Linked DNA regions of Ovis aries: region 1 is linked to region 2. The links are chromatin contacts, called in public Hi-C maps. All regions are on one chromosome and are shown on one strand. Each heading gives the region's core, a stretch centred on a gene start, on an enhancer-like site or on the middle of the called end of the contact. The rest is flanking DNA. Distances are from core to core; before and after follow the strand shown. Region 1 overlaps PCSK6 (proprotein convertase subtilisin/kexin type 6). Region 2 has its middle 47 kb from the start of PCSK6.

Region 1 (5,303 bases), core at 2,272-4,771, 100 kb after region 2:
CATGAGCCAGCCCATCCATGAGCTGGGCTCTGATAAGGTGGACACACAGTGTATGGTTCTGAGTTCGCTTTATGGGTGGGTACAAGGATGGTTGGATGCATGGTGGGTGGGTGGACAAACAGAAGGAGATAGAATCAAACACTATGCTAATCCCATTCTTCCCTCACAGCTAAGAGGAAGTTTGTGTTTATGAAGGGCACTTATGTGCCTCCTCCCACCTGGCTGTGTGGGGCTGTGGTTATACCTGTGTGTGTTCACACCACGGAGTTGGAAGGACACTTTTCACAGGCGCTGGTGCATTTTTTTTCCTCTCAGAAGCGAAGCCAGGTGGTAACGGCTAAGTCGCATGGGACGGGCCATTGGAGAAGAGTGAGCAGACCCCATGCCCATGTCACCGTAGGGCTGAGTGCAGAGTGCATGGCCAACATAGAGACACGTGGGGGTCCTTGCAGCTGGTGGTGGGGGCAATGCTGAGGTTCGCAGGGGCTCCTCACCTGTCTAAGCTCAGAAGGGAGTTGCTGCCGTACCCTCCACAGTTTTTCTTAAGCACGCAGAGGTCTGTCTTGTGAGAATGGCATGCTTGTTTGGAGTTACTGTTCCCACAGGGAGAGTCACAGTGAAGGGCATGCTATTTGCATGGGGGACAGCCCCCCAATAGAGATGTGCATGAGAACAGGATGGGATGGTGGGATTCTTTGTCATTTATTTATTTGGCTACGTGTCTTTTATTTGTTTTAATTAATTTGCTTACCTGGCTGCATCTGGTGTTAGTTGCAGCACACAGACTCTCTAGTTGTGCTGAGTGGGCTCAGTAGTTGCAGCGTCTGGGCTCTCCAGTTACAGCGCTCAGGCTCTGGAGCATGTGGAATCTTAGTTCCCCAACATGGGATGGAAACCTTGTCTCTGGCATTGCAAGGCAGATTCTTGCAGGGCTGTCCCTGGATGGGAGGTTTCTTGATTCCCTTTCTCTTACCCAGCAGGTTGCTTGGCCTCCCCACCAGCAATAGAAATGGATCAGAGGCCAGACAAGAGATTCAGGCGAGACTTTGTTGGGGCCCCCGCTGCAGCAGAGAGAGCAGGAACAAACAATCGGCTTCCCTGCTTGCTTGCTTCCCGATGTGGGTGGGGTGGGGGGAGCTGGTTCCTTATATGGGGTGAGGGTCAGGGTGTGTTCAGGGTCAGGCTAAAGGGGTGGCTTAGGTGGTCCGCCCGCCCCTTTGGTGGTGTGGAGTGCAAGGGGCATGTGCAGTCCCCTGCTTCTGTTCCAGGCTCTTATCTTGTTGGGAATTTCCCCCAACCGTGCATGCATGCAGTTATTTTTAGTCCCGTACACTTTCTCTGTATCTTGTTGCTGGAGGAGAGGTTTGTGCAGGTACAAGCACCGCAGTGAAGGGCCTCAGGCCCCTGCGTGTCTCATTTCCGAGGAATTTTGGAGAACTAAGTGGCTTCTCAATTATTAAAACTATGGCAGAGGTGAAATAGGAGACGTAACCTGTGTTTTGGGGTTGGGGTGGGTGGGTAGGGGGATTCACTCTTTTCTAGTGTCTAAATTGTAAACCTTTTAAAGGTATTCAACTCAACTGCTCCAACCTTCCTTTCAGAACTACTGAGTGTGACCCTGTGTCCAGGAACGTGGAGATGCCCACCTGGTGGGCCTCTGGCCCATGGCCCCAGCAGGGCCAGACATGGGGGCCTGGCTGTGAGGCTGCAGGAGACAGCTGGGCAGGACTTGAGGCGGGCCCCAGCTGGCTCCTCTTTGGCATCTGTGGTGTTGCGCTTGTGCCGTGTGGGTGGGTTCTAGGCACTGTGTTCACTCTGGGTCTGCGGGCAGGGGCTCCTGGTCATCAGTTGTGGCCCCGAAGAGGGAAGGAACTCTCACAGGCAGTGCCAGTTAACTTTTTTCAAATTAAAAATCCCTTTTATGCAGAGTTTCTTAATCAGCTCCTGGCAGAGCTGCTGTGGGAGCATCCTGCCAACAGAGAAGAAGGAGAGAAAAGGTAAACAGCCACACATTCCAGTGCCTGCAAGGCCCACGTGATTGCAGTTGTTTCCCACAGTTCTTATTAAACATTTAGCCCCAGGGAGAGCATATAGACAACAGAACCAATGACAAATTCAGAATCGCAACTGAAACGCCTCCATTTAAATCAGTCTAGTTTTAATGCAAACCAAATCAGTTAGCTGTCAGTCTGACTAATATTTACTCTACCAAGTCACTGTAATCAAATATCAGGTAAAATTAGCCATTTTACGGAGATGTTTAGTGTTCTTTTCCTGCAATGCACTAGGACACTTTCCCACATTAGCAAAGTGTTTTGTGACACCTTCACGATCAGAGAGTTGTGTAATTAATATTAAAAAAGGGAAGAGATGATTTAATACTATCCAGAGTCATTGGAATGCAGTTGTCATCCTGTTTGAATGACCAAACTGGAAATGAATGTTATAGGGCTTAGGATAAAGTTCAGTCAAATGCAGATGGTATTTTACTTTAATTAGCTCCAGTCCCTATTGTATACAATTGCTTTGATAAGTGATGGAATTTAAAGCCCACCCCTACTTCTCCTAAAAGCTGATAGAGTGTACATTTGTTAAACAGAACCGAACAGAACACCAGCGGGAGGGAAGATTGAAGACTTCAGTCACATGCATGCACATACTTTAGGCATCTCTGCTCTGACCCTGTACCAGCGTTGTACAGTTGTCCCTAATCACCTTTGCTTGATGTTTTAAACCGCCTTTGAAAAGGGCCATTTTGCTGGAAGAGCTTGGTGGGCCAGCCCTCTCTCTTCTTGGGAGAATAGCCAGCCTGCTCTCCGGGTGCGGTATCAGTCGCTGGGTTTCTCCAAAAGGCTGTCATTTAAGCCAACTGAAAGCATTTGTTTTTAACTTGTTCTTTCGCCAAGAGTCTGGAGCAGGGTGGATGTTACAGAAGCACCAGCCAATAGCTGTAAGGGCTCCCAAATGTTTTAAAAATTACTTGTTCTGACTATGTTCCAAGCTGGCTGATAGTTGGATGTTGCGTCTTCCAAGCCTTACATTTTAGAGTGGTGACTCTGGCTCAGCCCTCCCACTGTCTGCTCAGCCAGATCAATGACGGAAATGGAAGGATAAAGATGTTGTCAGGGGCCCTCGGTGGCTTCCCATGGAGTGGTGGGAGGCTTCGAGTTGATTCTCTGCTCCAGTCCTTCAGCGCCTGGGAGCTGGGAAGTGATTTCCAGGACCAGGGTGGGCATGCTGTTTGTGGGACAGGACTTTGCCCCAGAGCTTCATCAGCTTCAGCTTCTCCTCCAGCAGTGATGCAACAGTGAAGCTGATCTTTCCATTAACCACAGAGGGACTTTTATCTGTGCTTTGTGTGCTAGAGCCACTGGGTGTGCAAACAAACAAAGTTCCTGGCAAATACCAGCACGTGGACAGGAAGTGACTGCATTGATCTGGGGGTTGATGAACTGTGGGATGGGCTGGGGGTGGAGGGGATGGGTTGGGCTGGGGAGTGGGGTAGACTGCCACACACAGCCCGATGGGCCCACCCATGTGGGGCGGGGAGGCCTTCAGCTGTCTGTACATTTCAGCACAACCCCGCTGGGTCTAGTGGACTGGCTGCTATGAACTGGCAAACAGAATTTTCAAATAGGCTTTAAAAGGTGGTGCTTTATGATTTCACCAGGAGGCTCACACTTCCACTTATATGCCTCAAGAAGTCCCACAATCCCACTTACATGCCTCCAAGAGTCCTACAGTCACTGTGTCCCAAAGCCGAGTAACATCCCAACCACAGCTCTGTCTCGGAGAGAAGCCGCGCCTCCCCCACTCTCGTTCCTCTGCCTGGGCAGCCCCGTCCTGCCTTGTCCTGAGTCCCCACCTGCACCCCTGCTCCAGCCCTTCCTCTATTGCCTGGATGCCGCACAGCCCCTTTCACTGGCCAGCTGTGGGCATCCTTGCCCAGCCCTTATTGTGGTCCTGCTCAGGCCCCCTGGTCTGGCCTCCCTGCGGCCAGGCTGGGCATTGTGATCCTCACCGGATGACATCTACACTTCCTCCAGCAGCCTGTGCACACCCTGCCTCCCCTGGTGTCTCTCCAGTCTCAGCCCATGCGCCCTCCCACTGGGAGCTGGCTCAGGGTGCTGCTCTAAGTGGTGGGAGGTCCATGCTCTGGGTCTGTGAGGTCCCTGGGACTCCTGGAGTGGAGGGGTCCAGGCTGTTTAGATATTGTCCCTGCATGAAAGCCACATGGCCAGAGCTCATCCGGCCATGTTTGGAGCTGCCCACTGCTGCAGGGCACGCACTGTCTTACCAGGCTTGGGAACCCACCGGCATCCTCCTCCCTGGGGTTCCCAGCACTGCGAGCCCATCCAGAGCAGCAGACAGGCCCTCAGCCCTCGGTCCTGCTCTTGTTCCTGTAAATCTGTTTCCAGCCACCCCAGAAACCAAGGACCCAAGCTCAGCGGAGTTTGGTGGGAGTGAAGAGGGCTTCGTTTGCTGGGAATCTGTTAGTGACCAGGACTAGCACAGGGCTGGTGGGAACTGCAGGTCGTTCCCAGGAGGCCTGGGATTCCAGGCCCAGGAGCTGCAGAGAGATGTGGGGAGAGAGGGACTGGGTTCAGATGCAAGTAGCCCATCTTGTGCCTGGGTGGTTGGGGGTTGGGGAGGGTGAGTCACGTTCTCAGGGCCTGGCCACCCTCACTTGCTTTCACTCCCAAGTCCGGCAGGCCACCTGGTGAATAGCAGATAGACCCTCAGTGTTTACTGAAGCAGATGTCAGTTTTCACAGGGTAGGTTCACATAGCAAGTTGTATCTGTTACTGTTTTCTCATAGACTTCTTTTTATGTAATGACTTTTTTTTTTAACAAGTGTAACTTTACATATTTTCCTATTTTTGTCTAATTTATGTTCCCTTGTTGTGGTGGCAATGAGGGAAAAAAGGAAACCTCCTTCATGCTGCACAGAGGTTGTGATACTGATCCTGAGGCAAGGGTGGAAATTTCTTGACGAGCTTATGCCAGCTGAGGCTGGCCTGCAGTCAGCCCTGGATGTGAGTTCTGGTGCCCAGACCGGCCCAGCATGGGGAGTGAGGAATCCAGCCCCTCCCTGCCCATCGTGCATCACCCAGGGATGTTCGAGAAAGGTGTCTCTGGGTCCCCGAGCCTGTGGCTCTGAGGGAGAAACGCCCACCAGGACGCTCGGGTCTGGCAGCGTCCCCCGCTGCCCAGTGATCCGGATTGCATCCCTGTCATTTGACTGCCGAATGCCCAACTTCAGAAGTACCTTGTGGCCTTGGTTACATTGTGACAGAAGCCCT
Region 2 (5,290 bases), core at 1,221-3,720:
GGGGATCTTCCTGACCCACAGATCCTACACTGCAGGTGGATTCTTTACCATCTGAGCCACCAGGGAAGCCCTAGGTGAGGCCCCTATAGCAGTCAAAGTCCTAAGGACAGAAAGTAGGTGGTGGGTGCTGGGAGCTGGAGAGGGAGAGAATGGGGAGTGAGCGTTAATGGGTGCAGAGTGTCATTTGGGGAAGATAGAGTTCTGTGGACGGATGGTGGTGATGGCTGCACATGCAACCAGTTAAGTGAATGTACTTGACACCTCTGAACTGTACAGTTAAAAGGAGTTAAAATGGTGGGGCTTTCCTGGTAGTCCAGTGGCTCAGACTCCATGCTTCCAATGTAGGGGGCATGGGTTCAATCCCTGGTCAGGGAGTTAGATCCCACAGGCCACAATTAAAGATCCTGCTTGCCACAACTCAGACCCGGCACAGCCAAATAAATTTTTTTTTAAGTAGTTGAAACAGTAAATTTTATGTTAGGTATATTTTACCACAATAAAAAAGTAAAATCTAAAAAAAATTTAATGAAGATAATAAAAAACAGCGCTGTGTGTTGTATACACGGACACATACCAATAAAAGGACTCACATTCAGCTTGCTAGGAGGGTGAGGACATAAAAAGGAATAAACAGACAAATAAGCCAAAGGGCTGCAATGCGGGGCAGACACTGACCTCTGCCCTGTCCAGAGAGGACACCCACGTTCTTACCAGGGAGGGAGAGGGCGACTGGCTGGGGAGACTGGATTTCCCCAGGAGCAGCTTTGCCAAAGGCAGGGGCTTCCTTGTGCCCACAGAGCCAGTAGCCCTTCCAACCCCCAGCCCCACCAGCACTTTAGTGCTGTCCACGGTTCCCTTCTCTGCTCCGAGGCTCTCGAAGCCTGTCCTTGCCTTGCCGGCCACCTGGGGCCACCCCTTCCCCCACACCCATGGTCAGTACACACTCCTGCCTGCTGGTGGGGGACTCGCAGCCGGCTCGTGCCTGCAGTAGGTGTTCAGTGCGTTTCTGTTGGGTGACAGTGAATGAATGATGGGGTGACTGAAAGGAGAGGCATTTTTAAAGGGAGACCCAGTGGCTGGAGGATCACCTGGAGGAAATGATCAGAACCCCAGAGGCGCTGGGGGCCGTAGCCTCAGCCCAGGGCCTGCCCAGGTTGTATCCAGGCCTCTGCTATTTGTGCCCAGGCCTGCTGGGGTCCCTGCCCAGGCCAGTGCCCCCTCCAGGGCTCAGGAAGAGCTCCTTCTGGACCTTTGGGTTTTTGTAGAAGGAAGCAGGGGTTGGCCTCCCACCAAAAGAGCTGATTCCCCCGACGTGAGAAGGCCATTCTGATGCTGGACAGCCTAAAATAAAAATGCCCAGCACCATCTTAGTGACCCTGTATGTTTCTCAACCCTGTGACCCCTCTTTGCTGAAGATAAATGACTACTGACCAGTGTCATGCTGTTCAGATTCTTTCCATGTTTCTTCCTGGTTTCCGGCTGTCAGAACTGTGCTGTGCACAGAGAAAACCTTCTTCCAATACCTTACAGAGCCTCGTGTCTTTTTCTCAGGGTATAAAACTATATTCATTCTGTGAAACCTGGGACTAAGTCTTCACGCAAACATTGGCTCTAACAAATGAAAAGTGACTTCCCCAAGGACTGATGTGCAGGCCCCAGTCTGCCTACAGACCTGTTACAATGGGACACTGCTTAGCGCTTCATCCTTCACAATAAATGGCCAGGTGTGCAAACAGCCTCAGAGTTGTCCGGAGGTCAAGGTCAGCTGTGGTTTGGGCAGGGTGGGCAGTGACTGGCCGGGAGGTGTCTTGGTCTGTGGGCCTACGGTTGGGCAACTCCACAGTCGATGCCCTGGATGATGAAATGGGGAGTTTGGCAGCAGCCCTTGGTCCTGAGCTGGAATTTCACGTGCAGGTGACCCCAAGAGCCGCAGTCAGGCGGGAGGAAGCGGGGCACCAGGAGGCCTCTGTGGGAGAGCCTTAGGGATGATGGAAAATAGGGGTGGGGGTGGGGGAGGGTGGGTATAAGGCTTGAGGTGAGTGCATGATCTGTCACTCCTGCCCTGATTGATCCAGACTCGGGCAAGATAACCACTGTGGTGGAGACCAGGCAACTGCAAGGTGGGAGCAACGGAGAGCACACTCCAGAAAACGGGCTGGCTTGTCATCTCCAGGAAGCCGTCCTGCTTGGTGTCCCGAAAGGCCCAAGTGTGAGCTGGAGGGCTTTCAAGCAAGCCTGGGATTCTTTTCACAAGTTAGAGGTTCTCCATTTGAGAGCACCTGCCCCCGGCTGTGCGCCCAGTCTGCAAGGACACCCCCTGGGACAGTGCAGGAGTCCAGGAGGACAACCCAGCCAGGGCTGCGGGGCGCAGCTGCCCACGCGAGGGGCTGCCAGCCAGCCAGGAGCCGCCTCCCAGGCCCAGCTGCAGGGCTGGGTTTCCTGCAGAGCGCGATTCTGGAGCCGGGCCGCTAAGCCCGTGACGCGTGTTTATGGTTCTCACTGCCCCCGGGGACAGCTGCAGGCCTCTCCGCCCGGCCCGGGCCTGGTCGAGGGCTGCTGGAGTTGGAAACCCTGGCAGCTGCTAATCCCCTAAAGCCTCCCCAGCTTTGAGCAATCGGAGCTGTTTGTTCTTCTCAGTAAACAGCTGTTCTCCCAGTGACTGCCCAGATCGTGTTAAATATTAACAAAGCTGCCTCCACAGCCCCTCGCTGGGCGTCTGCTTTAAATATTTAAGTAATTGCCTTTCGGTCCCTGAGTGACTTTGGCTCAAATTGCTCTGTCACCGCACTTGCCTCCGGGTTTATGGAGCATCGGGAAGTGCCAGCGCTCCTGTTCTCTCTCCTCTGCTGTCTGTCCCCTCTGGACATCACTCAGGCCCTGGGTCAGATGTGAATGGCCAGGATGCGCCCCGCCTCCCTCTCACATGTGCGTGTCTGTGCATGTTTGCACGCCCATGTGTGCGTGTGTGCGTGCGCGCATTCTTGTGTGCGTCTGTTCATGCGCGCACAGGTGCTCAGGTGCGCGCTCCTGCGATCCGTCCTCTCGGGGGCCGGGCATCTCCGTCCTAGTGCCCTGTGACCTCTAAGCCGTACTCTTGTTTGCTCTTCATCCGCGTCGGGGTTCATCTGAGACCTGTGACTCCTCTACTGAAGGCTCACTGCGAAGATCAGGAAAAAGGATTAGGAGCTCAGAGAGCAGCCACAGCATCGCTGCCGGCAGAAAGGGGCACAGAGCTCAGGGCTCCTGGGAGCTCGGGCTATGCTGTAGTTTCTGTGTCCGCATGGCCTCTAGTCATAACCACACGCCTTTGGAACGTCCTCCCCGAAACCACAGATTCACTTGGATTCAGCTGTGGATCTGGCTCCAAACAGGCACTATGGGGGAACCACAAGGCAATGAGCTTCTCTAGCTTCCTCCTTCCTTGGCTGAAGGTTGGGGATGAAACCACTGAAGGTCTCCATAGAAAACGTGGGAAATTCTGGCCCCTAGCTGGGGTCTTCTATCCCCGCGGGAGCCGATGGAACTCTCCGTGGATAACAAATCAGCATCCTTCTCCAACGTGGGCTGGACATTTCTCACCTAGTTTTGTGAGATCTTGTGACAGTTGTGTGCATCCTACCAGCTACTAAAATCTTCTCAAAGTTAAACCAATTGAAATCCATTTTATCTCAAGAGCTACTATTAAGCTCTCAGAGTAAAATGAACTTCAATTCACTTTAATTTTCAAAAGAAATTATCTTTTAAAAATAGATATAATTTTAAAAATTACTTTTTTAACCAGGGAGAATGGGGTCACAGTTGCAAAACTGCAATACTGCTGTGGCCCAGGTGTATGGCATCACCTGTCCTACAGCTGCTTCCCGTGGGCAGAGCCTGTTGTAGGCGCAGCCAGCAGCACATGAGCCTGTGTGGGAGTCATGGGCCCCAACCATGCAGGCATCTCTGCTTCTCACGCCCCTCCTTCCTAAATGGAGAAAATAGAATGCCTGTCTCTTAGTGTTTGGAGATTACAGTAGACCCCATCTGTGAAGTGTGGTGCCTGGACACGGTGAACCAGCAACGTAAGCGCTGGAGCCACAGCCGTAACCGCAAGCTGGAAAGAAGCGTTGCGTGGGTGGAACAGGAATTGTCCAGGGTGCACATGGGGGTCACTGGGAGACGATGAGCTGGCTGCTGTGGTCCAGGCCGGCCTGGAAGCAGGGGGCATTAGCAGTCAAAAATTTTGAAAAAAACAAACAAACAAAACACGAAATGATTCTTTAAGCTGGAAACCAGGTGGATGGGTATGAACAGAGGAGAAAGGACAGAAGAGTCCAGCCCGGGACATCACCAGAGGGAGGCTGCAGGCTGCTGGTACCCCCCCCCCCCCAACCAGAGGGGCACAGGCTGCCAGCTGGCAGGTCAGGAGGTGGGAGAGGGGAAGGTTGAAAAGTGCAGGACTCATTGGAAATTTGCTTATGAAGTAGCTCAATCTGGCCATTCCCCACCCCAAGGCACAGAACAACGACAACCTCAGGCCGCAAAATGGGCTCTTATTTAGAGACATTGAACAAGCTTTCCGATGTGCAAGAATTAACTCTAAAGCTATGCTTCTCAAAACATGTTCCCTACCAGCAGCATCAACATTACCTGGGAACTTGTTAGAAATGCAGGTTCCGAGGTCCACCCCATACCTGCTGAATCAGAAGCTCTCAGCCTTGGGGCCCACTGGCTGTATTTTAACCAGCCTCCCCCCACCTCACCCCCACCAGGAGGTGAAAGCCACACACTGTAGGCTGAGGATCTTTGATCTAGAACAGAGCTTCTCATCCTTGTCTGCATATCGGAATCACTTTAGAAAATGCTGATGCCTGGGGCCCCACCCCCTAAAAAGATTCTGACTTCATGGGTTCTGCACATCGCCCAGGCATCAGGATTTTTAAGACATCCACCAGCCAGGACAGCAACCCACTCCAGTGTTCTTGCCTGGAGAACCCCAAGGATGGGGGAGCCTGGTGGGCTGCCGTCCACACAGAGTCGGACACGACTGAAGCGACTTAGCAGCAGCAGCAGCAGCCAGGACAGAGAACCACTCCAATAGGCCTTCCTGTTTCTCACACATCAGCCGTCAGCCCAGTTGCTTAGGCCTGAAGCTTCTCAGCCAGAAGCCCTGCCCACTTAGATCTCACTGTCACCCTCCTCAGCTAAAGGAGAGGACTAGTAGAGTCCAGACTGACTGCAGCCACAGGAGAACCACGTACCAAGCACCCAGGACCACTGGTCTGGAGCGCTGCTCTCAAACATGAAAGGA

The links. Hi-C and Micro-C count contacts between places; a contact is called where the count stands out from the background.
Region 1: a contact with region 2 is called in a Hi-C map of liver, with 4 times the contacts expected there. The contact joins two enhancer-like sites. A contact is called at or near these places in 3 of 16 Hi-C or Micro-C datasets (liver and mixed tissues).

What each region holds. Positions count from the first base shown.
Region 1 is chr18:26,834,615-26,839,917 of ARS-UI_Ramb_v3.0, forward strand. The region is part of intron 2 of PCSK6 (proprotein convertase subtilisin/kexin type 6); the gene reads left to right. Among named protein-coding and RNA genes, the nearest start is that of PCSK6, 54 kb to the left of the region's middle. Within about 2 kb of position 3,522, at least 19 of the 54 cell types and tissues checked have an H3K27ac peak or open chromatin away from gene starts, as enhancers often do. A contact at or near this core is called in liver, where this site is marked.
Region 2 is chr18:26,733,506-26,738,795 of ARS-UI_Ramb_v3.0, forward strand. No RefSeq gene overlaps it. Among named protein-coding and RNA genes, the nearest start is that of PCSK6, 47 kb to the right of the region's middle. Within about 2 kb of position 2,471, at least 27 of the 54 cell types and tissues checked have an H3K27ac peak or open chromatin away from gene starts, as enhancers often do. A contact at or near this core is called in liver, where this site is marked.